2 separate regions of the Xenopus laevis genome follow, and region 2 is linked to region 1. The links are chromatin contacts, called in public Hi-C maps. All regions are on one chromosome and are shown on one strand. Each heading gives the region's core, a stretch centred on a gene start, on an enhancer-like site or on the middle of the called end of the contact. The rest is flanking DNA. Distances are from core to core; before and after follow the strand shown. Region 1 holds the start of nemp1.L (nuclear envelope integral membrane protein 1 L homeolog). Region 2 holds the start of stat6.L (signal transducer and activator of transcription 6 L homeolog).

Region 1 (2,700 bases), core at 66-2,565:
AACCCCTTGTATGTTGCTCCCAGTGGCCTCAAAGCTGGTGCTTATTTTTGAATTCCAGACTTGGAAGCAAGTTTTAATTGCATAAAAACTAAGTATAAAGGGTTGCCACCTTTTCTGGAAAAAAAATACCGGGCCTTCCTATATAGTTATGTTTTTTCCCTATTAATAACATTGGGATTAACCATAATTTTTACTGGCCAGGCCGCTAAAATACCGGTCAGGTGGCAACCCTATAAGTATAGTGCCAAGTAGAGCCTCCTGTAGGATGCCAGTTCACATAGGGGCCACCAAATAGCCAATCACAGCGCTTATTTGGCACCCCAAGGGACTTTTTCATGCTTTTGTTGCTCCCCAACTCTTTTTACATTTGAATGTGGCTCACGTAGGTTTGCCATCTGGCCGGTATTTTACTGGCCTAGCCGGTAAAAAATGATGCTTGATGCCAATGTTATTAATAGGAAAAAATAGCAAGAATATAGGGACGGTATTTTTTTTCCATAAAAGGTGGCAACCCTACGCTCACGGGTAAAAAAAAATACTTTACTAATACTAGGCAGTGTTTTATGACTAATGTTTGTAGCAGGGTTATGATAATGGGTCTATTGTATTGTTTTCTGGCGATTTTACTAAAATTTTAAGTACTAACTTCTGCTAACAGTACTGGCCCAGTATCAGGTAAGGAATTGTTATCACTGGGGGTTAGGGTTGCCACCTGGCCGGTATTTTACAGGCCTGGCTGGTAAAAATGATGGTTGATCCCAATGTTATTAATAGGGAAAAAAAGTTAAATATATAGGAAGTCCGGTATTTTTTCCCAGAAAAGGTAGCAACCCTACTGGGGGTGCCTAACATTTTTGCCCCCCCCCCCCAGTAAGAATACCTTTGGTTTGTCTAAAATGCCTTAATAATCTGCTTTACTAGATAATATAAACTAATGTTCTATATGTCACATACACATAAATTAAAGGAAAATAAAATCCTGCTGTCTCTTTAGTGTTGCCACTGACAAGCCGGTATCTGTTAACTTCTCTGCGTGTAATAATAAAGACAGGCCACGTCAGTGGCACCATAATGTGTAACAATTGTTCCCCAACACCAAAAAAAGACAACCGCTAACTGTAATGATTTCACGACGTTCGATTACGTTCTAAACACATGACCATACTGTAAGACGTAGAGAAAGAACGTGAAATGGCCGTCGTACGCTTGTCGACGTCGTTAACACGTGACCGTCCTGTAAGTATTGGAGAAGCAGTCCAGGAAGCTCAAGAAGCGGTAGGAGCCAGTCGGCACTTCCGAGATAGCTGGAAAATTGAGGGAGCGAAGGGTATAGAGCGACAACATACTGCGGCTGGGCGGAGTCTCCCCAGCCTATACGATTTGTAGTAGTAGTATCTGCCTTGGTGACTGCAAGTTGCTTGTGTTCCAAGCCTCGATTTGGACCCTTAATTCAAGTCTTGATTATGGCGGGAGAAGTGGAAGGAAGAGGCTGCGGATTTAGTTTGGGAGTCCTGGTAACCTTGCTGGTATTACCACTGCCGTCATTATGTACCTTGAGCACAGGTAACTTAAGATAAACTGTCAACCTGTTTTTATTTGTAATTTTCCCAGAGTTTATGGCATATCAGTATGTTGAAAGGCCTAGATTACAGCTTTTCTATGTTTTTACATTGTAAGCATGATCTCTTGTTTCATTGGCAACACTGTATCTCCAGCAAACTAATGTTCATTTTTACAGGCAAAAAAAACCAAAAAAGTTTTTCTTATGCACACTCAATGTTCTAAGTGGAATGCTCCCACTACATTCCAGACACACCAGAACTGTTAACTGAACTTTTCTTTACACACCTGGACTACCTCACAGACACTCTGATATCTGTACTAGCTGGAGCAGTGTCTGGCGTGGTACAGAGAGACTGGCAAATTGCTTGCGTGGTGCAATTATTCATAAAGGGTACCTTCAATGAGGAGATGAGCTTAAGGGATCCTGTCATCGGAAAACATGTTTTTTTCAAAATGCATCAGTTAATAGTGCTACTCCAGCAGAATTCTGCACTGAAATCCATTTCTCAAAACAGCAAACAGATTTTTTTTATATTCCATTGTGAAATCTGACACGGGGCTAGACATTTTGTCAATTTCCCAGCTGCCCCCAGTCATGTGACTTGTGCCTGCACTTTAGGAGAGAAATGCTTTCTGGCAGGCTGCTGTTTTTCCTTCTAAGTGTAACTGAATGTGTCTCAGTGGGACATGGGTTTTTACTATTGAGTGCTGTTCTACCAGGCAGCTGTTATCTTGTGTCAGGGAGCTGTTATCTGGTTACCTTCCCATTGTTCTTTTGTTTGGCTGCGGGGGGAAAAGGGAGGGGGTGATATCACTCCAACTTGCAGTACAGCAGTAAAGAGTGATTGAAGTTTATCAGAGCACAAGTCACATGACTTGGGGCAGCTGGGAAACTGACAAAATGTCTATCCCCATGTCAGATTTCAAAATTGAATATAAAAAAATCTGTTTGCTCTTTTGAGAAATGGATTTCAGTGCAGAATTCTGCTGGAGCAGCACTATTAACTGATTCATTTTGAAAAAAAATGTTTTTTCCCATGACAGTATCCCTTTAAGCCTAGAAATTGGTGTGGCAGTGGATGTGATCTACTTTGCTAAAACATTCGATACAGAACCACACTAAAGGCTACTGATTAA
Region 2 (2,717 bases), core at 209-2,708, 140 kb before region 1:
ACATTCAGATCTCATGAATTTTGTTGAACAAGGATGGGGAAGTCAGACAAACGAGGGATAGTGACAAACAACAGAAAACTAAAAGAATCCCTTTTGTTAATCAGTTTAACTTACTGAGTGGTGAAATTTCCAAAAGAATAAAAAAAGACTGGAGTTTACTAACAAAGAACTTCCCAACCAAGGATGTGTTTAAATCTCCACCTGTAATGTCATATACTAGAGCAGAGACAATTGAGGCTAAATTGGTCAATGCAGATCTGTATCCCTCTACGGGTTACAAACAAACCTTTTTAAAAACGAAAAAAAAAATGGAACATTTCCATGCTGCGGGTGTAATCATTGTAGCATTGTTTTAAAAGGTGAATGGATAGACCATCCTCTAAAAGGTTTTCGTATTCCAATAAGAGGATTTTATACATGTGCATCCACATATGAAGTATAAAATGCCCGTGTGGCAAAACATTTGTGGGAATAACTATACGGTGCATAAGAGATAGATTGAATGAACATAAGTCAGCTATCAGAAATGAATTAAATCAGCCAGTTGCAAAACATTTTAATGAAAATAGCCACACCATCAGTCAGTTGCGCTTTCAAATTCTTGATTCAGTACCAAGAAGGAGGTGTGGAGGAGATTGTGACAAGGAATTATTGCGAAGGGAGGCCCATTGAATAAGGAGACTGGGAACCATGCTTCCTTATGGTCTGAATCAGGAATATGATTTGAGCCCGTTTTTATTGAAACAATGAGTATTCCTTTTAAAAATAGTATTTTATCTTTTACAGGTATCATTCAAACATGTTGTTCTTTGGCCCGGGAGCGGGTTAATATCTGGATGGGACATTGCTCAAAATCCAGATAAGTTAATATTTTTTTATTTATATACTTTGTGGATCACTAAGCTAAATGAATCGAAAAGAAATTACTTTGGATGTCAGTTGTATCTGAAATGTATGTTTGTAATGACACACTGTTATACTTTGTAATAATATGTTATAACACTAGGGGGCATCATGTGCTCGTGTGGTTTTTATGCTTGACAAAGAGTGGAGTGCCACTCCGAAACATTGCATTGTGTTGCTGTTCTGCTATGCAAATAACTGCAACTATTATAGGCGGTTTTAAAGAAATTGGAGTGCTGTCAATGGATATACATTTGTACATTATGGGGGAGCTGTTGTGAACAGGATCTAAGACGTGCAACCAAAGGACAAGTGGGCCGAGAAAGTAAGTGCAGTTCTCAATGGAATTGCTTTGTCCAAACTTAAAAACAATGTCAAGATTTGTAGTGTAGTGACTTTCTAACAAGGGAGGGGGATGAGATAATCAGGAGTGAAAAGGAGTAATTTCCAAGCAAGCCACACAGAGGAAACTTGTGCAACTTTCATGGGCAGGGCTAATAAAGTAGTACGTCTCATGCTCACAACGCTGGGCTGCAGCCAGTTTTTCTGCCTCAAATCAGGAAGTGAAAGCAGAAAAAAGAAAGAAAGAAAAGCAACGCAGCTTTGAGATCTTTCGAGTTGCTCAGGAAAACATTAATACAGGCTGGGCACTTGGACTTGTTGCTCAGATGAACATTTCTGTCCGCTTCTGACATGGATTGAATAGAGAATCACATAACACTGGGAATATTTAAAGGAAGAAGAGAAAGTGAAAGTTTGGAGGCAAAACCCGGTGTTGGAGAGGTAAGTGGGTTCCATAGTATGTCTGTCACCAGCTTTATAATGTGTGCTTGTCTGTAAGGATACATTAACGACTCTATATTGTGAGTCCCTCGCTTCTATATGGGCAAGTATATAGACTTTATTGTAAACATGGCCTGTCTGGGGAGTGGATTTAATCATCTGGATTATTTGTCAAGCTTCTCCCTTTAAATTGCTCATGCTAACTATCCTAATTATCTAATTATCATACATTATCATCCAGTACGCTGATCTTTTCAATATTTAAAGCAAGATCCAATCAAGCTGTCGACACTAATAATTCTAGGTTCCTGTTTGGAAACGCATTATACAGTATATTTAGTTCAAATACATAGATATTTAATATCGTTATATTGGTACAATCTCTTGTTATATGGAAGGCTGACAAGTGATATTCTTGGTTTAGCATATATATACGTCTTCTCATTCTAATTAAAGAGCTCCATTCCTTTTGCTTGAGGGGAATGGGCTTGCTTATAAAGTGCTTGGCTGTATGTAAACACAACAACTAGGCCTCCCTTATCTGCACAACCTGCAAAAGGTCTGACTCTAACAAGTCTATGGATGTTCTGAATTATTATCATTGGTCCGGGGGGATTGGGGGGCCTGGAGCCTTTGCAGAAAAACAATGCAAAATAAATTGATTTTGCCATTTAAAGGGGTGGTTCACCTTTAGGTAAACTTTTAGTATGTTATAGAATGGCTAATTCTAAGCAACTTTTCCATTGGTTTTCATTATTTTTTTTTTTATAGTTTTATAATTATAAGGGCGTCACTGACCCCATCTAAAAAGCAAATGCTCTTTAAGGCTACAAATTTATTTGTTATTGCTAATTTGTGTTTCTCATCTTTCTAGTAAGGTCCTCTCCTATTCATATTCCAGTCTCTTATTCAAATCAGTGCATGGTTGCTAGGGTAATATGGACCCTAGCAGCCAGATTGCTGACATTGCAACCTGGAGAGCTGCTGGATAAAAAGCTCAAAAACCCCAAATAATAAAAAATGAAAACCAT

Evidence for each region. A called contact is a pair of places that touch in the nucleus more often than the background predicts.
Region 2: a Hi-C map of the XL177 cell line shows a contact between it and region 1, with 5 times the contacts expected there. The contact joins the promoter of stat6.L here to the promoter of nemp1.L in region 1. A contact is called at or near these places in 2 of 4 Hi-C or Micro-C datasets (the XL177 cell line and the XTC cell line).

Annotation. Positions count from the first base shown.
Region 1 is chr2L:146,358,579-146,361,278 of Xenopus_laevis_v10.1, reverse strand. It overlaps nemp1.L (nuclear envelope integral membrane protein 1 L homeolog), which reads left to right and starts at 1,315. Exons shown (of 9, transcript NM_001097755.1): 1 at 1,315-1,563. The coding sequence starts at 1,464.
Region 2 is chr2L:146,500,177-146,502,893 of Xenopus_laevis_v10.1, reverse strand. stat6.L (signal transducer and activator of transcription 6 L homeolog) reads left to right here and starts at 1,458. Exons shown (of 20, transcript NM_001095162.1): 1 at 1,458-1,686.